Linked DNA regions of Zea mays: all the other regions are linked to region 1. Evidence: chromatin contacts called from public Hi-C data. All regions are on one chromosome and are shown on one strand. The core of a region is the stretch at or near the end of the contact, and the rest is flanking DNA. Distances in the headings are between cores, read along the strand shown. Region 1 holds the start of LOC100193902. Region 2 holds the start of LOC100278839. Region 3 holds the start of LOC100191188. Region 4 has its middle 45 kb from the start of LOC100191188.

The links. A called contact is a pair of places that touch in the nucleus more often than the background predicts.
Region 2: a Hi-C map of leaf shows a contact between it and region 1, with 3 times the contacts expected there. The contact joins the promoter of LOC100278839 here to the promoter of LOC100193902 in region 1.
Region 3: a Hi-C map of leaf shows a contact between it and region 1, with 4 times the contacts expected there. The contact joins the promoter of LOC100191188 here to the promoter of LOC100193902 in region 1. A contact is called at or near these places in 5 of 25 Hi-C or Micro-C datasets (bundle sheath, ear, leaf and 2 more).
Region 4: a Hi-C map of leaf shows a contact between it and region 1, with 2.1 times the contacts expected there. The contact joins the enhancer-like site here to the promoter of LOC100193902 in region 1. A contact is called at or near these places in 3 of 25 Hi-C or Micro-C datasets (ear, endosperm and leaf).

The regions. Positions count from the first base shown.
Region 1 is chr10:129,876,316-129,882,348 of Zm-B73-REFERENCE-NAM-5.0, reverse strand. LOC100193902 reads left to right here and starts at 2,613. Exons shown (of 6, transcript NM_001308371.1): 1 at 2,613-3,021; 2 at 5,351-5,576; 3 at 5,724-5,789; 4 at 5,910-5,975. The coding sequence starts at 5,403.
Region 2 is chr10:130,120,653-130,126,685 of Zm-B73-REFERENCE-NAM-5.0, reverse strand. It overlaps LOC100278839, which reads right to left and starts at 3,478. Exons shown (of 2, transcript NM_001372490.1): 1 at 3,276-3,478; 2 at 2,261-3,171. The coding sequence starts at 3,331. The coding sequence ends at 2,442. It overlaps LOC109943136 (cyclin-dependent kinase 12), which reads left to right and starts at 405. Exons shown (of 3, transcript XM_020545987.3): 1 at 405-444; 2 at 531-644; 3 at 722-983. The coding sequence starts at 436. The coding sequence ends at 865.
Region 3 is chr10:130,086,118-130,092,150 of Zm-B73-REFERENCE-NAM-5.0, reverse strand. It overlaps LOC100191188, which reads right to left and starts at 3,816. Exons shown (of 5, transcript NM_001358370.1): 1 at 2,026-3,816; 2 at 1,498-1,539; 3 at 669-1,391; 4 at 238-361; 5 at 1-70. The coding sequence starts at 2,910.
Region 4 is chr10:130,040,139-130,046,171 of Zm-B73-REFERENCE-NAM-5.0, reverse strand. No RefSeq gene overlaps it. Among protein-coding and RNA genes, the nearest start is that of LOC100191188, 45 kb to the left of the region's middle. Within about 2 kb of position 3,476, at least 17 of the 20 cell types and tissues checked have an H3K27ac peak or open chromatin away from gene starts, as enhancers often do. A contact at or near this core is called in ear and leaf, where this site is marked.

The sequences.
Region 1 (6,033 bases), core at 1,364-3,863:
GTAGGCGAGTTCACTGGTCTAGCAGAGCGCAAAACAACTGCGTAGGCAGGCAGCGGCGCGGCACATAAGGGCATGTACAGTGGAGAGACACCAAAACGGTTCTCTAAGCACAAGAGACAACTAAGAGACTCTATTATACAATGGAGTGTCTATAAATGTAGTCTACTAATAAATACATAATTAAATGCATTTGTACAGCAGCAGATCGATAGAACAGACGATAAATTCGTACAGTAGGAAGTGAGGCGTCTGTTACTACTTGGTTTACGAGCCAGAGGCGTCTCTTCACGGAGAGACGACTCTAAGATTTTTTTGCAAATACACCCCTTAAACACCTTAAGAGCCTCCATATTAAACGCCACTGTACATGCCCTAAAAAGATCTCTTTCAGACAGCGACTCGCCAGGACAGGAGGCGGTGGAAGCGCGTGGACCCCGCCCACCAGTCCAGTCCAGTCCTTGGCGTTCGCCCGCGCGCGAAAGCCGTCGTGTGGACTCGTGCATGGCGCGCGCTCGGATGAGCTGGAGGCAGAGGAAAGGGAAAACGATTCGCGACGCGGTCGCCGTCGCCGTGGAGGCGCGCCAGCCGTGGCGCGGATCGGGACAGGCGGGGCCGCACGCAGACGCAGCCGGCAGCCCCCGTTCGGTGCTTGAAATCCCTGCAGCAGCAAGTGAGCCGAGAGGCGAGAGCGCGCGCGCTGTTGGCTGGCTGTCAAGTGTCAGCTAGCTAGTGCAGTAGTCGTCTCGTGCCATGAACGGCGACGCAGGGGACGGCCGGACGTCGCCGTTGGGGTCACTGTTGGATCATGTGAGGTGAACCGGGAGGCGCCGAAAGAGATTGAGATGGGGTGGAATGGAATCTGCGGTGCTCAAACAGGCAATTCACTCAAATTAAAGACATGGAGGTCCTGAGTGGGTTAAACTGTCGGCCACAGCAACTACTGATCCGGAAAAAGCGAAAAGGTCGATACATACTTGTACTAGCACGCACGCACGCATGCGTGCAACTAGCCAACTACTGATCCAGGCCGTCAAGACAAGCGCGGCTCGTACTCGTACGTAACGTAAACCAGTTATTAACTGATCATCGTCGACAAGTTTGTTTGTACAAATAAAACTGCCCAGTCTAGAAGTTCGTACTCAGATGGGAAGAAAAAAAGGGCTGACCCATTCGACCGTAGACTCACGTGCATGGGCACAGCCGCAGAGCAGAACATCACTAGGTTATTAGGTATATAATACTAACTCGGTTTGTCCTTGTTCAAGATTCTTGGCGTATTTCTGCAGTGGTTTTCTTTATCAAAGTTGAGTTGTGCACGTAGGTAGTAGAGACATGCGGCCGGGCGATCCTTCCCAGAGGCAGCTAGAGCCCAGGCGATGTCCTACGCGCGCGCGGCGCATACGTGCCGCAGCTGTGGCACAAGCGACACGCGACCACCTACCCGCGCAGCCCAGGCCCCGCCCCACGTATCATTCCGAATCCTCCTTTGTCCACGCCCGGGCGCGCGCCCCGCTGCACGGTAGTAGTAGGCCGCAGCCGCAGCCGCACGCACCGACGCACGGGCACGGCCCGTGTTCCCGCCCGCCCGCCGCGGAAAAGTCGCCTTCTTCCCGTGCCAGAGCATGAACGCACAAGGCACCAGGGCAGGCAGGCAGGCAGCAGCCTTTTCACGCGGCACGGCACGGCACGCCACGCCACCATGCATTGCGTGCGCAGACGGAACGGAGCCGAGGCCGGCCCCGCCCCGCCCCGCCCGCCAGCCCGACGACATCGATCGGCCGAAACGCAAGTACTCCTAGTCTACAAGAGATGAAGAGAGTAGTAAAACCCTCGGGTTGTCGCCGTCCGGTCCGGTCCCGCCTCGTCGCACGCCCTGCCGCTGTGCTGCTGTGGCCTGTGGGCAGCGCATCTGGCGTCACCTCCTGTCCTCGTCTCGCCGATCCCTCTGTCGCTCTCGCCGCCCCCTCCCTCCCACTCTCTGTCTCCACCCTCTGGATATTAGCTGTCACCGAGGCCGATGCGGCCGGGAAAAAAAAAAACAAAAGGGAACGGAAAAGGAGCCACGCAAGGAAAAAGAAAAAGGCAATTCCTAGCCACGGATGGAATGGAAGCGCTAGGCGCACTGACGTCGGGACACACCATACAGCATACAGGGAGGGAGAAGAGATCGGCATGGCATGCCATGCCATGCACGCCACGCTCGTCTCGTCTCGTCTCGTCCCGTCCTCGCCAGAGTTGCTGTCACGCCGGAACCGGTAGCAGTTGGTGTGCACAGCATCTCCTTTCCCCCTTGCTTGTCCCTACGCACCCCAGTAGCTAGCTAGCTAGCCCGTCCGGGAGGTGCACCTAACGATTTCGTGATGAGGAACGGGAACCCCATCGGTCTGCTTTGCGTCGTTTAAGCGCATATAGAGATAGAGTGCAGATAGTTTACTTGCCTTTGAAAAACTCGAGTAAATCTATCCATCCATCCATCTATCTATCTATCTGCGGGTTGCAGCACACACACACCCAGACCCAGGTTGGGAACGCAGACTCGCAATAGCTAGCAACTATTCTCCTCTTCTTCTGTATATAAACGGCGAGCGAGGGCCCTCCGTCTTCCCTGATCCCAAATGTGCCCGGCCCGGTCCCTCTCCACTGCACTGCGCTGCGCCCATCCATCCTTAAACCCTCCTGCGCGCGTAGGCCTCGTCTTGTCCTTCCCCAGCACAACCTCTCCTCCTCCTTCGCCAGGTGCCTCTTCGTTCTCCTCTCCGGGCTATCAGGACGAAATAACTGGCCGCGCTGCACGCCGGCCGCCTCGAGAAGAAGCGCTCGCCCCGCGCGCGCGGCTCCGGGCTACCAGGACGAAATAACTGGCCGCGCTGCACGCCGGCCGCCGCGAGAAGAAGCGCTCGCCCCGCGCGCTCTGCCGCTGGTTCGGCCGTGCCATCCCGACGAGGTTCCCCCAGCTGTGCCCGCTCGATCTCCTTCCGCGCGCACGCGCACGCAGTGGTCCGTCGCCGCTGATTGATCCTGGTAAGAGCCTCTCCCTTTCAGCTTTAATTAACCCTTATCTCTCCACACACATATATAGCTGTGTTCTTATACATGCTCGTAGCTAGATACTCCTCGACGACCAGCTTGTACGTGCTGCTGCGGTGCGGTATCATCGATCGGGTAGGTTAGTTAGCCATGGCGACGGCCTTTAATTAATTGATTTCTTTGCCCGGCCGGTCTTTCAGACAAACAGGGGCTTCTTTCTTCGCTCAACCGCAAGTGATCTATCTATGCGTCAACCTCTCTGCCTTCCTGCCATGTTCATGATCCTTTGTTTCTTCTCTTCTATCTTCCATCGACAAACAAGCACACACCGACACACGCTGACACGCATAAAGAAAGAGAGAGATAGTCCAGAGAGTAGGCAGCATCCAGCCCAGCCATGGCGTGTGCATGTAAGAGATGACGCGGCGCAGCGCGCGTACGTGTCCGGACGCGCGGGCGGGCGGGCAGGCAGGCAGGCGGCGAGCGGGTCTCTCTCGGCTGGCTCCCGTGTCCTTTCCGCACACAGCTGGCTCCCGGGTGGCTACGGCGGATATCGGCCTACGTCGGCGACCGGATTTAATTAGACGCGCGATTAGTCTCTCTCTCACTCTCTATCTCTCTGGTAGGACGACGAGCGCACTGAATGCCTCCCACTCTTGGTTTAAAGGCTGCCGGTACTCGTGATCTCGCGTCCATTTATTTCTCTTTTTCTCTTGTTGTACTCGCTTCATTGAAGCAAGCAGATGCTTGCAGAGGACTAGTAAAGGAGGCGTCTCTGTAGTAAAGGAGGAATTAGGCGATGGCAAAATACCGCCGGGGGGGGAAGGGGGGGTAGCTTAGATTTGATGCTCGGAACTGCAAACAACCCGGTGCTACTTGACAAATTCGTCAGTCAGTATGATCACGAATGGTTCTCTGCTGCCAGCGTGCGTCGTCCAAAGGGGACAAAGCTATCCCTTTTGTCCGCTTTTACTTCCCAGAGCTTGTCTGTCTGTTGGTTCCACAACCATATTTGTTCTCTCCAATAAAGAGCACCAAGTTTGTTAGAAATATATACTACAACGTGAACTGTACACTCGGTAGTATGGATGGACGATCCGTGAACGAACGAACCCACCCATAAGGGTTCAGAACCTTCTTCAAGGAAGAAAAAAAGAAGAAGAAGATAGAAGGGAAATGATGCCAGTTGCCAGGGGCGTTCATCTATGTAAACGTCCGTTCCAGTAGCTCAGGCCCAGCCCTAATGATCCTGTCTGCCTACTAGCCTAGCTGCTTCCAACTTTCAAATGTCTGTAGTACATATACGTACAGTCCAAACCTGTAGTAGCACCACAGTAGTAGTAGTACGCAGTCAGTGGGGCGCGCCGCCTGCTTTGTCTGAAGCTCTCAATCAAAGCCCCCCCCTGGAATGACGCCCAAATGGAAGAACGCTAGCTAGCTAGCTAGGCTAGGGCAGTTGCACCAGCAGCGTCGCTAGCCGCTAGCCTAGCCTGACCGACAGCTGGCGCCTGCCTGTTGTCTTCCGCATGCGCCAGAGGCCAGAGGATAGATGCATGGGGCCCCGCCGCCTCCTAACTGGACTCTGCTGTGTGATGACGAGAATAAATACGCGTTTGTTAATTAGTCACTGATCATAATAATAATAAAGCTCCTATAATGTGTCCTTACATGCATCTGTTTTCTAATGCCGACGGATAAGGATCACCTTAGTTTTTTTTTTTGCTCTGACCAATCATTCAATCCTGCAATTGTTTTAAAAGCCTGACTGGGAACGAAGATAAGGTCCTCGAGCTCTCGCTAAAGCTGTAGCTTAAAACTCCGCGGTGCCTCGCAGTGCCTGCATATGAGATGATGAGACCTCTTGTCTTCTCCAGTCTGATCACTCCCAACCAATTTGTTTTGTGCTGGCAAAGGGAACCTTCGGGGTAATTACGGTCCAAATGGCAGCGCCCAGTGCATTTGGATTTTTGGTAGCAAAACAAAGTCTCCAATTAAACAAAATCGTCGGTTTCGGATGTGAAAGACCCGGGGGGGGGGGGGGGGGGGGGGCAACGGTACGACAGTTCTGCCACCCTGCACTCGCGTCCGAAGGTGAAGACAGAACATTAACAAGCTTCCCAGTGAACTGAAAAAAAAGAAGACCAAATCCTTTTTCATTTCGACTGGTTTTGCAGAAGGGATGTTCCTGTACAGAAAAAAATGGTTCTGAAATCGTCTGAACCAACGGCTACGGCTACAGCTGTAAAAAGTCATCTTTCACCCTAGCAGGAGCAAGGAGGCTCGTCTACTCTGTCTGACCTACGCCTTTCCTCCCGAATTTCAGCAGGAAAAACAGGGCAAGGAGCTACTTTGAGCCCGAGACTGAACTGAAGAAGATGATGATGGCCGAGGTGGCCAACCACAGCAAGAGGAACCACACGGACAGCTACTTCAGTGGCAAGGCCGTCGCCGTCCCCGCCGCCGCGGCCACCAGCTCGGAGGAGTTCGGCAGCATGTCGTCGAAGAAGCCGAGGAATGCCAGCCCCAGACTCGCGCCCGTATCACCAAAGGTACGTACGCACGCACGCACCGTACGATGCCAGTGTCCACTGTCCCCCGTACGTACGTACGTACGTCTCCGGTCTCCCATGGCTATCTGTTTGGCTCAAGTTTTTTTTCTTGTTGGTGCTGCTGCTGCTGCTGCGACGACTGTGCAGGAGAAGAAGGACAAGATCGGCGAGAGGGTCGCAGCGCTCCAGCAGCTCGTGTCACCGTTCGGAAAGGTGCTAGTGTTTTGCAAGTTTTTTTTTTTTTTTGCTGCATTATTCCTGCGGTGTTTTCTCACCCGCGCCGCGCAAGTGGATTGATTATATTCATCGCCTTTGCTCTCCTCGTTGCTGCAGACCGACACGGCTTCTGTCCTGCAGGAGGCGTCGGGGTACATCAAGTTCCTGCACCAGCAGCTGGAGGTCTCTACTATTTTCGGCGACCACCGCACCTTCCGTTCGCTTATCCTTCGTTTTTTTC
Region 2 (6,033 bases), core at 2,229-4,728, 240 kb before region 1:
ACGCCTACTTGTTTTTTTTTTTAAAAAAAGATTAGCCGGTAGGACTATTATCTGCATGAAGATTGACGAACACCGATGTTGGGTACATATCGTTTCCAGAACAAACCCTGCACATCCGCACTACAGGAAAACGACCAGTTTCCAACGGCCTGCACTGTTTCCGACGGTTCCTAGGGTACCGTCGGAAATAGGACTATTTCCGACGGCCAACAGCCAGCCGTCGGAAATAAGGAGAGTCTCTAACGTCCGTTACCCCGCGCACGCACGCACACAACGCACACGCACCCACGCGTCCGCCACCGCACGCACAGCGCGCCGCCGCAGCCCGCACATCGCGCCGCCGCAGCCCGGGGGGCTCGCCAGAGCCGCCGCCGGTCGGGGGGCTCGCCGGCGCCAGCAGAGTACTGGGCTGCTCAATTTGCACGACAGCAGGAGATGATGCAGGTAATTAGATCCTCGTGAGCCTCTACTATAATTGGAGCACATATTTTCTAATATATCCTCGTAACATAGCTTTCAATTTTTTTCAGCAAATAGCACTAGGGCAACGTCCAGATTTTTCAGCGATGACTATGCCACCTCCTCCACCTATCCCGCAGTTTGTACCGACTCCACAATTTAGTTGGCCCACACCTGCACCTCAGGTTATATTACTTGACTTTTTCTTTTGACGTTGCATAACAAGAATTTAACTACTAACACATTTTTTTGAATGTTGTAGGTCCCTCCAGGAAACTTGCTAACTCCGGGAAATGAGGACTCTGAAGATGCGGTCGCTTCTTTTGTGGACGGTCTTCTAAACAGTGGAGGAGCTAGCGGATCAAATCAACCACATCCATTTGATCAACCTCCTCCATTTGAGTAGCCTGTCTGCTTGTGTGTTTCTCGTACTATGGACTTGTGAACTTGTGGTATTGGGAACTTGTGTTATTGTGAACTTGTGAACATTGTGAATTTGTGAACATTGTGAACTTGTGCTTTAACTTGTGAACTTGTGTTATTGTGTGTTTCATGTGGTATTGTATGTGATTCTGGATGAAAACTGGATATTATGTGCAGATTGAATTTGTGTGATTGTTTGTAAAACAAAAAGCAGGCAAATTCTGTTTCTCTGTTTTTTAATTACTTCCGACGGCCGCTTATTTCCGACGGGGCCGTCGGAACTAAGCTGTGACGGCGTCAGGCGCCGGCGGCCGGCCGTCTGCGGGGCCCACCTCGCTTTATTTCCGACGGCGCCACCCTGGCCGTCGGAAATAAGTTTACTTCCGACGGCCCCGTCGGAAACGCTGACACTTCCGACTGGGTATCCGCTACGGCGTTACTTCCGACGGGACCCGTCTTAAGCCTACTTCCGACGGTTCAGGACTTATTTCCGACGGTTTAGGCCGTCGGAAACTGGGCATTTTCCTGTAGTGCCGTGAGTCCGTCTTCGCTCTTGTTGCCCGGGGACGCGCTCTAGTGGGCACTGTTCCGTGACGTCCGCCGCTGAAGAATACAGTCATACAGTGAGGCTCTGCCATGGACATGGACGCATGCATGGATGGTGCAAACTGCAGAGATAAGCCCCGGAGATGTATACATTCTGACGACGCCTGTCATTCTGTCAAGGCCTCAGTGGTCACCTTGCGTTCGGAGGAAATGGCACTACGCTATAAAGTTGCGTTGCCGTGTGAGGGCGGACGGGAGCATGGGCCGTGCAGATGCGAGCTCTGCGTGGAATGGAATGGAACGAAGAGCGTCGCGTACACCATGCCGTTTGCCAACATGCGTTCAGCGCTGGTGCGTGAACGGGGCCATGAAGGCTGTGACGGGATGTTCGTTTGATTTGGGTCGACCGTTCGCTCCTTAACTGTGCCACTGCGTACACGCACGCACAGCCGCACTGCGCTGCCGTACCGTACCCCCAACGCCAACGGACCATCTCGGCCGGCTCACACCGGCCGCGTCGCGCATTTACCACCTCTCCAAGGCCACTAGAAGGCCCAGGATCCCCTCACTGGCTTGTGGGCTCGTATGCTTGAGCCTCTGGTCGGCTCGCGGCTAGCCGTTACGCCGGTTGCTGGCCGCTCATTTACTCCGCCGATCGTCTGGTGCCGGCGTGCCGCACGGCGAGATGGCAGTCATGGCACCGAGGCCCCGTCGGGGATCCGCGGACGGGACCAACCGCTGCCCCGGCGGCCGGCGCCCGCAACCCGGGCCGCCACTCGCCAGAGAACGAAACGAAGCGGTCGGCGGCGGCAGGCGGCTTGCCAGAGACGGGACAACAAGAGGCTAGTACAGTTCTGTTAAAAAAAACTGGGCGATTCTCCTCCTTCTCCCAGTCGCATCGCAGCGCACGACAGCAGCAGCAGAAGAGGAAAACGACAGAGGAAAAAACAGAGGCGACGGCGAGCCGATCGAGAGCACACAGGACAGGGGGAAAAAAAGCTCCGCAGTCAGTCCTACGCTACAGCAGCAGCTGCCACGCGATTGTCCGTTCCCCTCCCAGTTCCAGGCGCTGCTTCCTCCTCCTCGGCCTCCGCCTCCGACTCCGCCAGCGCCATCCGGCGGAGTGGGCTGGGGCCGAGGCGCCGGCGCTTGGAGGCCGCGGCGTGGCGCCGCCGGACGACCTCCATCTCGTTGCGCCGCCGCGTGGCCTCCTCGTCCACCACGAACCGCCGCATCAGGACGTCGTCCGTCAGCGACTTGCCGCGGAACACGCGCCGCGCGCCCTCACCGCCTCTGCTCCCCGCGGGGAGAGGAGGCAGCGGCGGCGGCGCCGACGCCGGCGCCACCAGCGGGCTCACGCCGGTGCCGGCGCCGCACCCGGACGCTGACGCCGACGACGCGCGCGGGTAGCTGTAGCTCCGGCGCGGCGCGGCGCCGTCGGCCGGGAAGCAGTAGAGCGACTCGCTGTTGTACGAGGAGATGGGCGCGCACAGGCACACCCGCGTGAACGACGCCGCCACGTTCAGCGACGAGGACTTGCGCAGCCTCCCCCCCGGTGGCGCCGCGCCCTTGTTGCCCGAGGCGGCGGCTGTCACCCCCGACGCCGCCGCGGCCTTCGTCGTTGGAGGCGCCGCCGGCTGCTGCTTCCAGACCAGGAGGAGCACCTCCACCGCGCGCTGGTACCACCGGGACTTCTTGGACGACGACAGCCCGCCACCTGACGATCTCGCGCCGCCGTCTTTTCTGCATGCACGGCGCAGGGCATCTGTCACGTCAGTCGATACGAAATTCTCGTCGCGAGCGGTGGTGACGACCACGGCGGCGTGCAGCGCGGGCCGGGAATGTACCTTGGCTGCTGCGTGTTCTTTGCCATTTTTTGCATCAAGAGGGAGTGGAGAAACATCTCCGGGCTGCCGCGGACCAGTGGGCGTTGGGATCAGAGACAGGAACCAGGATCGGGCTGAGAGGAGACGTGAGGTCACGTCAGGATGTCACTACATTCCCTCGTCCCTGTGGGGATAAGTCAAGTGAGCTTCCACGGCATGGACATGAAGGATCGAGGAGGCACTGGGAGAGTTAGTTAAAGGAGGGGGAGTCCGGACTCTGGAACGTGGAGCCTTGATCGACAGGAGGAGGGCAGTTTGGTCATGTTGCTCTCCATGAACACAGGGTGTCAAAACGCGAATAAGGCTGCGTGCATGACCCTGACCCAACAAGGAGGCTTTTTTGGGGACCCTTGGAAAGCTGGATCATGCGAGCATCGAAGAGAACAAGTACTGTGTACTGCCTGCGCGTTTACGTACGTGATGCATACCCCGCTGATATATGGTTCATGAGTTGGCAGTGTATAACGCTTGATGGGTGTAACATACATGACAGTAGAACTGTAGTAGAAGGCGTATGGGCGAGAAGACACACTTGCAGACTTGCAGTCTTGTCACTCATCATTGCACTGCATAGTCACATTTGGAGACGTAATAAAGTTACTATGGCTATATAGCACGTGGTGGGTGTTTTGAGGACTTCCAGTCCAGTGTCCGATCTCTCCTCAGCATCACTTGTAAATTTGAGACTAGAATAGAAAGCGCCCTATCGGGCGCTCTGTCGGCGTGAATTAATTTATCTGAAATCAGATTTCAAAATAAAGTGTTTGTGCCTTGAAAAAAAAACTCAAACATTCAGCCAACGAAGATCAATATACAAAGTAGTAGCAACTAACTTGTTGGTATACTTACAGAAATACTTGGTTCAGATCTTTTTTTGGTGGTAACAAACGAAGGCACTGCATGTCTGCATATATGTCATTCCTCGTTAGACTTCTGCTGCTTATGTTGCTTCATGGGATCCTATCGGTATCAACTTCGTTCAATTAGGCGCCAACAATAGCGTTCTGCAGTGAGACGAGCCGAGAAGCCTTGCTGGAACTGAAGGCCATCCTAGGCTAGCTATCGAGCAGGTTGTCCTCTTAGAACAGTAGTGGTAGCCTATGCCTCTGGCCAGGTGTGACAAGCAGCTGCAGGCACGGGGGCACGATCTCAGCGCTTGATCTCAGCTCTGTCGGCCTGTGGGCACCATACCTGCGTCCAGGAGCAACTTGACATTCCTGACGAGCCTCAACCCTATCATGTGGTACATTGACAATTAAATAATCTGCAGCAATATTTCGAAAGCCCAACACTGTTACCACTGTGGCACCAGCAAAAACAGAAGAATGTAAAAGACCTTAATATTTCAAGTGAATTCCGAGTACCTGCAATGCATTATTGCCATCGATTGCATGTAGTTGCTTCCTTCATCTATCTTCAACTTCCTATCCTTTAGCAGCCCGCTCTCTACGTGTAAACACATTACTTGTTGGATTGAACAAAAAATATCAAGAATAGAAGATCGGTAAAGAAGATCATTAGTAATAACCTAATTAGGCTACTGAGGCTATACATTTATTTAGAATAATTATGTTACCTCATTAGGCTAACCCATTCGAACTACACCATTGGCCAATGAACTCACATATTACCAGAATTAGCAGTTACCACTAAATGTGTCCACTGCAACACTAAATTTGGGAACAATCCACAGTGATACTAACCTTGTTCACTTGCTCTGTTTCATGGAATTCCACCCTCTTGCCTCGAGCATTGCTTCGACCATTTGTGTCCTGCACCCAAACCAAAATGCAAAAGTAGAAGTGATTGAGATTAGTTTAAAGCCTCGGGTGGTAGCAGCCGATGTCCTGAAGGCTCAACATTTCACTTACTATGTATAGATATCAGAGTAGAATTTCAAAACCAAAGAAACAAACATAGTAGATTACAACCCATACCGTGGATGTAATAACAGAAATCCTTTTAGGTTCCTTTTGTTTTTGTTCTTTCTCTCAGGGAGCAGACCTCCTAGATAAACCAAGCCAGAATGGGGAACTAAAATCAGCACCATAAACACAAATCATTAGATGCCACAGTGCAACTGGTTGTTTGGATGCACCCTAGGTTAACCCAATAGCACATGATATACTTTGAAGGAAACCTAAAGCTGAGACCACTTTTTATCTATCCATTTATTAGCTATTTCCTCATTTAGTGTATTTGTAATAAAAAACTAACATGTTTAACTCATATGCTTTGTTTTTCCTCTGCATATATGTAACACATGCATGTGTCCTCCTTTTGCCTGAGGGGTGATCGGTTACTATTGGGGGTTATTTATATTCACTGAGAGCTCAAGCACTGCAGTGCATTTTGCGTTCATACACATCTTTACTTCAATATAAAATAACCCTTACCTCACCAGGATGAACTATAGTCTTTACTTCTTTACAAAAGGTGACCATGCTTCCTCATTGAACTGCATGTAGAATAACAGTTTGTTATCTGGTTCACACTTATGTGGCTATCAAGAGCTTGCAAGGACAATCCAGTTTACACAGGATCTTTGCTGGATTTGCTATTTATGATACTTTCGAATTGGATACATATTTCACATGTAACATGGTTTTTTGTAACTTGAAATACACAGGTTGTGAGCTTATCGCAAGCAACTTAACTCTTTTATCTACGACAAGAACAAAGTAGTTATGGCTCAAATAATACATGATGTCAAGAGGAA
Region 3 (6,033 bases), core at 2,567-5,066, 210 kb before region 1:
TTTATCTTTCGAGATGGCCATCGGGAAATTCCATGTTGTCTGCATATTCGTTTCAATGTCGTTGGACAAACTGCAATGGTGTTTATAGGCAAGTGTCAGAAGAAGCAGTTCATTCCATAATCTCCTAATCTAAGAAATTCTTCTACAATGATGGCATTATCTTCAGTAATCAGTACTGTGAATGTCACAGCAAATCTAGATTTAACAGAGACTTCGTAACAATACAGTAGGGCTCACCACCAAGGCTCATTGCAGCATCCCTCAGGCTCCCAGAGAAGTATTTGCGAAGAACATCCAGACTAAAGTTCTTTTCAGATGCACTGCGCTTTTTATCTGCAACTCGCATTGAGCTTCTCTGTGGCTGCACATAACAAGGTTTCTCATCAAAAGGGTGCAATAACAAAGGTTCCATATTTTTAAATAAAAAAATGCACGCATCAGATTCTACTAGCATGAAAACTGAATGTAATCCATCTTGAAAAGAATAACAAAGGTTCCATATTTTTAAATAAAAAAATGCACGCATCAGAATCTACTAGCATGAAAATTGAATGTAGTCCATCTTGAAAAGAATTGCAAGTGGTTTAGATACTTATGATTAGGTGTCAAAGAAGTCACATATCTCAACTAACAATTTTGAATGACTAGATAGAATGATAGCGCAGCACCTTGTCAGGTTCTCTGTCTCCTTGTTTGTCACCCAAAGATAGATCCTGGAGTGCAGATTCTGTGATTGGCTGGTCATCATGTGAGGAACTTTCAGAGTTACCAGTTGGTAAACAAGTTCCACTAGTCTTCTCAAACATTGCTGCAGTAGCACTAACATTTTCAATCTCTGCCTCAGAGACTGTTCGCAAGCTTTTGCATATTCTTTGCATTGTGCTGGAAAGGTTGTTTAATAACATCTGCTGCTCTCCACAGCCCTTGCAGTTGACTGGGAGAAAGAATTCTAGTATGTAGTCATCGTAACTGGTGTACGTACTCCTCAGCCGTATGGCTACAGCAGCGTGCAGACCAAACTTACGAGCATGGTGTGCAAGCGGGTAGTCTTCGATACTGTACTCTCTTATATCAGGTGAGAAGAATGGCAGATTCGATTTAAGGGCTCGGCCTGCAATACCCTGCCCCTTCTCAAGATGACGATCAGCACATGCATGAAGAAACCCCTGCATCTTTGCATCATTAACATAGCAAGCTGATTCATGGATACGAAGTGCTGCTTTTCCTGGTTGCGGATCTATCCCAATATTCTTTCCAACACAAAAACCATTAGCGATGCCATTTGATGTAGGGACCCATGTAAGGGCCAAAGGAAGCATGTGTGCATGACAAATAGCTCTTAGAACATCCAATATCTCAGTAAAAGCAGATTTCTGATTTTCAGAGTAAACCTGCAAATGTAAAAGATAATGTATGCATTGATCATCAGTAGGTAAAAAGTAAATACAAGACCAAGAGAGATCTCAGATGGAGCATGTTAGAAGTGAAGATTGACACCTTCTGATTGCTGCGATCTGTTGTTGTCTGCAAGTTCACAGCCTACAGAAGAGCAATGGATAAGTATCAAATATATGGATTGCTTATATACAACTGAACAAAATTTTGACAGAAGTGATTGCTTATATACTCTTCGTCCCAAAATATAAGGAATTCAGCTTTTATCCCAAGTCAAACTATCCTAAGTTTGACAAAGTTCATAGGAAAGAACAACAAAATTTACAATATTATATTCATATGAAATATAAGTTCATAGTCACTTCTTGGATGTGGTATATGTTAATACTCCTCCCTATCAATTTGGTCAAACTTAGGGTAGTTTAGCTTGGAACAAAACAAAAAATCCATATATTTTGGCATGGATGGAGTTAAAAATAATAATAGTGACAAATGAAGAAAAGTCAGGATGTGAGTAAATGTTATTTAAAAATACCAGAGCTGCTTGCAGTACTTATGAGTACTTCAACTTAACATTAAGCACTGATGTCACTAAATAAATATCCCAAGTCTAAACAAGTTAGAACTTGCCTGCAAGGCATCGCAAACAATGTCCATCTCTGCATCAAAATTAGGTTTCTCCTTGTTTGTGACAAGTTCAAGAACTGCACAACAAGAGCCCTTGCTGGGATCGTAAACTGGCATAGCAAGTGACCCTTGTATTTCATGAAGAAGAGCATGCTCCATTCTCAAATACTCTGGCTTACTGTAATAGATAACACTTGACGTCCACTCTGGCACCCCGGATATGAAGACCCTCCCTGGAAGCCCTAGGTGCAGACCAGGCTCCTCCTTAACTGAAAACAGGAAATTTCTAGAAACTTCTCTGTAACCTGCAAGATCCTGGTCAAGTAAATAGGGCTGCTCAGATGTACTCAACACGACACGACCATTGTGCTCAACAGGCATCCAGACTTGGGCAAGAACACCATCACTCAATGACTTCCTGAACAAAGATAGCGCCATGAGCATCCTGTCTGCAAGAGCGTTGCCAACAGACCTCGGAATGATGCTACTCCCTTGCTGTGAGCCATTACTTGGAAGAACAAGCCCATCTGACTCTTTTAGCCCTCTGTCGACTCCAGTTGGACTCGATGCTGCTGCTGAGTTGAACCTTTGAGCAAGTGACGATGTCCCGTCCACAGGCCCAGGAAAGGTGTCAAACGACATGTCTTCTCTCACAGCTGAAGCACGCGGAGATGAGCCCAAGGATGACCACATGGCAACCATCTGTTGCGCAGCGGAGGGATCATTCAGCAGGGAGAATATGTGATCAGCAACTGATGGGCTGCAGAGCTCCGAGTATCCATCAAAGCTCGTCATGGCAGCAACACCAAAGGGATCATCAAAAGATTGCATGGGGCTGCCGATGTTACTGTTGCAGCCGGCACGGTTGGGAGGCGTAGGCACATCCATGGCTTTGCTCCACTCGTCGAGGCAAGGATCCTTATCCACACCTAGTACGCCGAAATGGATTTGGAGCACTGTATTGAGCTACAGACAGGATATAAAGGAGAGCACTGTCTTCTAGCTGAACAGAATCTTTGTTCAAACACAAGAAGCAATTTGATATACTAGCAAAGCAGGAGTATCTGGCTATCTGCACAGGAGACAACTTTTCTTATGCAGAAATGTCCTGTTCATAACGCAGGTAGTAGACAAAAACTCCAAGACCCGTCGATCAGCAATGAACTCCGGAACCCAAAAGGTCAAGCCTTTAGAGGAAAGTTCGGCAAAGGTAATTGCTTAAAGCGGCTTCACAGTTCCTCAAAATTCAACTTTGGCACTAGAAAGACTGTACGGCAGGCAAGTTCGGCGCCAACGGCGATGAACCTGCAAGCTAGAAGCCTCTTTCGACAGGCTGAAATTAAGCACCAATTGGATCAAAAGAAAGCCAAATTCACACCAGCACACACCTCCCGGCCCCTAGAACACAGAAACTCCGAGCACAGCCTTGAAGACTGAAACTCCGGCACCAGGCGGAAAGAACGGCGCTGGGACCACCGCTCGCCTTGGCCGAGCCACTAGACCGGCTGGCAGCCTCCAGACTCTCCCAATTCTCGCCTACAAAATTATTGCAACAGGAGTCGAGAGCCGCAGCGGCGTCTCCTCGACTGGGGCCGAGGAGAGGACGGGGAACCGGGAGGGATAAGGATCGCAGATCTGAGGGGAAGACTGGGGAAGGAATCAAAGGCGACTGGGACACCCACCGCCGCCACCGGGGTGGGAGGGACGGCGGGACGGCAGAAGATTCCAGGCCGTGGAAGTCCCAAGGCCAGTGCCCTGTTTCCTAAGTCTGTCCTATTTAAAATATGTGTATATAAAATACTTTTCTGTCAATAGATATATACATATACTCCCTCATCCATCTATATAAGGTTTGTCTTTTTATATTTATCAACTTTGACTAATTATATAAGACAACATAAAAATAAAATTACTAGGTTTATCATGACTTAAACTATTATAATATTTGTTGGTTGAAGTTTAAATAGTTTGATTTATAACAACTTAGAAAGCTAAACTTGTATGAACGCTGGGAACAGTGAAGTTTGAAATATAAATAAGGGAAATTTGGATCCATACCATTAAAAGATCACCACTTTGGATCCATACCATTACTATCTCACTTACATGTGGGTCCATATGAGTTAATGACATGTAGGGTCCATGGTATATATCTAAAGTTTGGATCTTTTAATGGTATAGATCCAATTGTTCCTATAAATAATGGGATATGTCTAGCTCCCCGTAGGCCGCAGCGCAGCCGGATATTCATGCTCCCGCAAAAATCTTCTTTTTTTCATGGATCACCCTGAATTCGGAGTGAAAAAAGAGAGACAACTCCCGGTCCCGGACTTCCGGGGTCGCGGCTCGGGCGGTGAAATCTTCGCATGATCGCTTCCAGGGATTGGTTTATGAGTGCGCGGATTAATTTTGTGATTAGTGTGACTGGCGCCGTGCTAGTGGCCGTTTTTTTTCTCTCTTGGCATCGCAGCAGGGATGACTAAACACACGGTCTCCGTACAGAGTATCCGTGTGATTCCATCCTCTTGCCACTAGCTATTTGTTTTGTTCCTTTACCCCTCTATTAGCAGAGGGCAGAGGAGGCCGGTTTTGAGAAGTTGCGAGTATTCTGCAGCGCTTTCAGAATCAACGGAGTGCCACATGAGATAAAGATTTTTCTAGGAGCGAAAGATAGAACACTTCAGCGTTGAAAAGAGCATTGAGAAGCTCGGACGTCTCGTGCAATTTCGACGGGCTAATAAAGTCTTGGTGCGTGCCCAGAGAAGCAAGCGAAACGCTTGGCTGCAATTTGCCTGCCTGCCACTGGCGCGCGGTGCGTTCCGCGGTCCGCACGCCACTCCGCGGCTGCCACTGTGAGGTCGACGTCGCGGCGGGCGTTTCGGCCGGTGACGGCCGCCTGGGCTCGCACTCTGGGCAGGCAGAGATCCCCCTAGTCCCCCACTGCTACGTGCACGTGCTACCAGAAGATTAGCGGCATTAATTAGTATCTCCCTGGGTTATTAGCTCGCTGACAACAAAAGGCAAGATGAACAGGGGATACCCGTGAGCCACGGACAAAACGCGCTCAGATTCTGCCGGCCCACCCCGTAGATCTCATCGTCTACTCTCCCCTCGCGTTCGCACGCTCCAGTCTCCACACGACACTGACAGACCTGAGTACTACCTGACACCTGCGCGCGGGGGTGCTCTAGCTCCAGCACCCTTGGGGCGTGATGCTATCGGCAGGGGTTATTTCTAAATATTCCCTTATATGTGTTGGACACTGTCACACAGCTGAACTAACAGATGAACCTAAATACTTATGGAGTATGTAAGAGCTCAGATGCACAATAAAACAAACTAGGAGAATTATAGCTTCTCGTTATATGTGTCTCGTCCCACTACAGGACGGAAGTATTTATATGCCTGTTCAGTGGTAGGTGGTCCAAAATACAGTCATACCCCCTGCTACCAAATATATCCATGAAATATCTCATGCAACGGAGGTAATTATAGTGCTTCCCGTACAGTAATCCACGCATACCAGACAAACACACCCACACGCTTCGTTGACGAGTGGACCCTCGACGATGTCTTCTTATGCACCGGAGGTGTTGGGAGTCAATTTGTAGCCTCCGTTCCAATGGCCCTTCACATTTTCGCTCCCTCCTATTGCGCCCGACAGGACAGAGGTCCTTTCGTCGATGAGATGGCGAAGATCTCGGGTTTTACCGAGGCTTTGTCGTTGCCCGTGTTGAAATTAGGCCCACTAGTGTGTGACTCAATTCAACAAAGAAGCCAAGGTGATGTGTAGAGATGGCATGTGACTTTAGTCCCATATTGTTTATCTAGGTGGGAGAGAACCAACTTATATGTGGGAGTGTTCACTACTCTTCACATGAAACAAATAAAGGGCTATGGAGGCTGCTACACGCTTGCTCGCGTTTCACGTTTTTGCGTGTTATTTATCGCATGACTTGCGATGATGCGCGATCGCGTCACTACATGTTTTAAACGACTGTTTAGTTTTTG
Region 4 (6,033 bases), core at 2,227-4,726, 160 kb before region 1:
TTTAATATTTAAAAATTGTTGAAATGATATGATATTTAAAAAGACAAAATATATAGTTTTGATATTATCTTTTTGAATAATGTATAGAGTTTGTTATCATAATATTATCTCGCTTATCACAGAACGAGATCGATAAATGGTGTGATATATTTTAAGTTTCGTTTTCATATGCATAAAGGTTTAATTCACTTGTATAAAAAAGTTCTTCTTTTTATATTTATGTATATCAGTGTTTATTTTAGTTATACAATTGCTAGTTTAGTTTAATTATTTATATTATTTTGTTTTAATAAATATATACCTCTAACTTATCACTATGCTTTGTTTTTTAGCTAAATATTATAGAGAACACTATGCAAAAGCTAGGGAGGTGAGTTTGGAGGAGATAGAGTTCGTGTATTTGAAATGTCATATACGTGAGGATGTAAAGTCATTTTTATATTAAATTGTTAACTGCTAATGTTGATATAATGAATTTTGTTGTAAAATTTCACTTTTAATATATTTGGTTAGTGCTAACAAACAAAATTTTATTGTGACAATTATTTACTATTATTGATGTTCATTATGTGTTTCGTTGTTCGAGAAAGTTATGTGTTTTATTTGAGTTAGGAACACATCCTATCATCTATGTCACCCAAAAGTGGTTGAGCTATATGCCAAGTCTTCCTATATATATAGAGTAGGGAACAAAACTTAAAGTTAAGGACATTCACGTCACTACTTTAATTTCTAGCTGTCCAACGACACTTGTTCGTAGCTGCCACCGAAAATATCTCACCTAGCATGAGCACTAGAAGCTTCAATGTTCCCAACCTAGGTAGAGGAGGAGCTAGAGGGCAGTCCGTGTGGGCCACGAACCACCCTAGCTCCAAGCATATTAAACTATATGTATTAGATATAAAAAATTATTACTCATAAAGAGCAACTTTGTTTGATTTATTTGATGTGTCAACAAATGTAACACCCTAAATTTGGGGGTATACTTTTTTTTCTAGTATCTACCAAATTCAGGTGTTACCTCTCTTCTCCTCTCTATAGTTTCCTTTTTCTCTTCCTTTTAGTGGAGGTTTGGTTAATTTATTTAGAGATGCATTAATACTTTAGTAGGTTAAACCCTAGTGGGGACATAAATTGTTGCATGATGCTGAGCTTAAAATTTGGTCCTTGTTTGATGCATATACTTGAATTATTCAAAATTGAATTTGTGGCTTGGTTGAATTTGAATTCAAAAGAGAAAATAAAAAGAAAAAGAGAATAGAAATTCGGAATAAAAGAAAAACCAAAAGCAACCCTGGAACCCCCTCCCATCAGCCTTTCGGCCCATTAGGCTCAACTCCCCGCAGCACCGTGCGTCTGCTTTCCCTCGCTCAGTGCCTGGTGGGCCCGCCCTTTCGGCCCCAACTCCCTCACCCGTGCGCTCGCTCTCTGCCACCGGGTCCCACCTGTCGGTGCTTCCCCGCTTGCCCGTTGCGCGCGCCAACGCCGACCTGCTGACACCGTGGCCCCACCTGGCAGACCTACCCCTTCCTCCAAACGCCCGTCCACATGAGCCACGTGCACGCACACCGAGATGGCCGTGACCACGTCGCATCCCCCGCACGAAACCGTCGCCCCAGCCCCCTTTGAAGTCACTGCGCACACCCACTTCCCTCCCGGCCTCATTTCTTTCGTCTTAGCGCACCCACCCTTAGTTGCCATTAAGATAGTGCGCTCCTGTAAGGGGTGCCAATTTTACGCAAAGCAAATGCACCTACCAGCTCAGGCCCTACAGACAATTCCAATCACTTGGCCTTTTGTTGTATGGGGTTTAGACCTCGTCGGTCCTCTACAAAAGGCGTCTGGGGGCTTCACGCACCTGTTGGTCACCATCGACAAATTTTCCAAGTAGATCGAGGTCCACCCACTCACCAACATCAAGTCCGAGTAGGCGATGGCTTTCTTCACAGATATCATCCATCGCGGCCATGACACACAGTTCACAAGAAAGAAGTTCCTGAGTTTCTGTAGTGACCACCACACCATGTAGACTGGTCAGCCGTGGCTCATTCGAGGACAAATGGGCAAGTAGAACGTGCTAATGGCATGATTATACAAGGCCTCAAGCCAAGAATCTTCAACGAGCTAAGCAAGTTCGGCACACGATGGCTTAACGAACTCCCCTCTATGATTTGGAGTTTGCGGACAACCCCGTGTAACACTCAAAAATCACATTTGGATGAATTAAAGAGTTCTCTAAAAGAATTTGAAATAAAATGACTTATATAAATGTTTTTCTTCCTTTATAAAACATAGCTCTTTAATTTAAATAAATAATAATAAATAGTAAATGTGGAATTTTGGAAGAACCTTTAAATTTACATTCAAAAGAGTATTTCTTAATGATGTGTGTACTTCACATTTGAAATATATATTTCTAAATATGAGAATAAAATAATCTTTATAAATATAACTTGCATTCATGTTGGGGTTTTTATTTGAGCACTTAAAAATGTTGTAATATTGAACTCTAATTAAATTTAAACTGAAATTTGAATTTGAGTATGAGTTAAAATTGGGAAAACAAAATAGAGAAGAAAATACAAAACAGAAAAAGAGAAAAAGAAAACAAACCTCGGTTTGGGCCCAATCTCCACAGTGGCCCACGAAACCCCTTATCGCGCGGCCCAGCACACCTGCGCTACTTGGCCCATTTCTTTGGCGTGAACGGTCACTGACGTAGTGGGGCCCAATGTGTGCGTGGGCACCATGGGAGACACTGGGTTGTGGGTCAGGCTGGTCAGCCGGGCGTCTTCCTCCCTCAACGACTGCTCCCGTGAAGTTCGCCGCCGCGTGGAGTCCGAGCTGGCCCACTAATGACGATCCCCTGGCGGCTATAAAACGTGGCACAGAGGCCATGCCTTCCCTTGTCTTTCATGCACCAAAGGTCAGCGCCAAAACCGCGGGGGGGGGGGGGGGGGGGGGGGGGGTGCGTATGCGTCGGTGCACAGGAGTCAGAAATCTGCGACACTTACGGGCGGACGGTGCCTGAGTTCGAGCTGAAAGCTTGCACAGAACCAGAGTGAAGTCGTCCACGATACTTATGGGCGGAGTCGGCGTCTCTCACCCACCGAATTGCTCACCGGAGCAAAACTTGGCTGGGACCCTCCCTCTGCGTGAACCGGCTTCTCCACGTCACCAACGCCGGTGAGAACTCATCTGGGTCGTTTGCGCTTCCCTTCTTCTCGTATAGCACCACTTAGATTCGAGTTTGGGGCACCAGGGCACCAGGGCACTTGCTTGCGTTTCTCCGGCGAGGGAGTCGCTGCGCGGGCTTTGCGCGCCGCCGTGGCGAGCGGAGGGAGGTTTAGCGATGCACACCTGCCGTTGGATGTGTGTCGAGCGGCAGAGAATAAATCGTGGGGCTTAACGACCTTGACTGTTGATCTATCATCTAACCCGCGACGGCCGAAATTAGACCACTTGTGTACCGATTGGGGTTGCATATCTGAGCCGTCGATCTCGAATCCCGGGGCCGTAGTCACGTACCGCTTTATAATCTATCTCTAGCCGTCAGATCAAGATCTAATGGATCTCTTGCACCCGTACCCTTTCGGCGCCGCAAGTTTGCTAATGAGCCCCTGGAAATTTAGGAAATCAACTCATCGTTCGGTCAGGTGTAGAATAATTGCGGTTGTGCCTTGGAATTTTAGGAAACAACCCATGTGCTCTTGTATTTTTAGATCCACATGCCCGGGTTTTTAATAGACCGAATAGAGTAATATATAAAATAATTTCTGGTGTAGAAATAAATCTAGAATCTTGATTTATTCATAAATAATTTATTTTAACTCCAAATTGATCCATTCCGGTTGTATTAAATTCATAATAATATTGTTTATCATCTGGTAACCTTAGTTTGTTATGAAACCTAGATTAAAAATTATGCACTTAGTTTCTTTTATATCCAACACTTAAAGTTTCAGAAAAATCATAACTCTTTAACCGTAACTCCGAATTTAGTGGTTCTCGAACCTAGGTTCTCGTTACGATGCGTAGATCATCATTATGCAGTTTGTTCTTATGTTTGGTGTGATGTTAATTTTGCCTATACCATGTTTGTTTGTATTGCTATGAATAGCAGCGAAGTTACGAGTCACTTGAAAACCAAGTTGGTACCTGAAAATCTTGAGTGTAAGGCAAGTTGTGCCCTTGATCACTTCTCTCTACCTAATAATGTTCATGTTAATTACTATGACATGCTCAGGTTAATTTGATGGGACCTAATAGGCTTCCCTAGCATTGTTTATTCCACACCTTGCAGACAAATGAACTATTGGATTGATTTGCTGTTGCTCTACCTGGTTTTGGGAAATTTATGTTTTATTATGATCATGTTCCAATTATGTTGTTGTCTTAATTATTGTTCATGATAAGATCATCATGTTAATTGGAACATGGAGAACCACCCGGGAAAACAGTGCTACCACAAGGGTGGTATGGGACGCCCTTGGCCGACTAATTAGGAAAGCTAGTGGATGACTACCTTACCCGAAAGGGGCAAGGGCGGTAGAGGAGCTGCGTATAGGGAGGTTCTCGAGTCGATCATGCTGCGATGGCTTTTCACACGAGGGATTCCTATATTGCCCTTCTCAGAAACCGTAGCGGGTTTTCTAAAGCTAGTGGAACTTTATAAAGGCCTCGTGGTGGATCCCTAGCCATTCACCTCAGAAGTGTCTAAGGGTCTTGCAAACTCTGGCTAGACGGGATACACGATTTGTGGGTAAAGATGCGCAACCTCTGCGAAGTGTAAAACCGATACATCAACCGTGCTCACGATCATGAGCAGCTCGGACAGTCGCATGATTAAATTATGGAACTAAAACTTAATTTGTCATATGTATTGCATTGTGGGTGTTGTTATTAATTTGATCTCTTATTTATTTGGGCTGTGTTGGTCACTTGTTCTCAAATGCTATAGATCAAGAACAAGACAACACAATTGTTAATTATTATGGACCTTCGTCTTCCGAAGCATTATCCCCACATGGTTATAATGCTCATCAGACGAATGTTAAGGACATACCTTCATCATTTAATATGTCAATGGAAATGCAAAAGGATGAAAACAGTAACTGCATCTCATTAATTCATACATATTTGCATTTCATAAAACATGTATGAACATTAACAATATTAATATTACATTGATACCTTCGGCTTGCTCGAAGGTGTAGACACGTGAGAGGGTTACAATTCAGCGTGAACAATACGATGTTACTGTTCATCTATTTATAGGCACGGGACGCAGCCTGGGTGAAATTACATTCATGACCCTCAACATTTATCTACATACAACATGAAATACTAAGATCTATCTGGTCTTTTCTTCTTCTGCTTGACTTGAACCGAAGCTGATGGTAGCTTCGGCATTTGGCAATATTGCTTCTACGCAAGGTCTTCATCTTGAGAACCTTCGACAGAGGAAAAGAGGACTTCTATATCACTTTGCCAAAGGTGTTTTTGCCTTGAGGACCTTCGGTGGAGAAGAAGACCCCCAACAGTAGCCCATTCGCGGTGCTAGATCGTTTTTTCGTAACGAGCTCGGTTCGAGAAAATACGAAGGCTTTTGGATGCCGAAGGTCCGAAAAACACCTTCCCTGAGCTTGTTATCAAAAAAATGATTAAAATATTCCGAACGCTGGCCGGTCCATCGTTCAGCCAGTATACACGCTCTAGCAGTTCACCTTCTTCTCTTGCAGCACTATATAAACAGACAGGTTGGTGAGAAGTTACCACATCATGCATTGCCATTGCACTGTTGTGCTGTTAAAATTTTGAACCAAAGACGAAGCTTTTTGCATTGCGCTTTCGAACAAGCGCTTCGTCACTCGAGACCAGCTTCATTTTAATGAAATTGAACACTAAAATGGCCAGAGTAAGATCCACTGCTAGGGTGTCCCATGAGGGAGACGAGGTCAAAGTAACTAAAACAACACCCATATTAGAAGTGATGAGACTGAAAGGGAATTAGGCTTACACCTATTTCCTAAT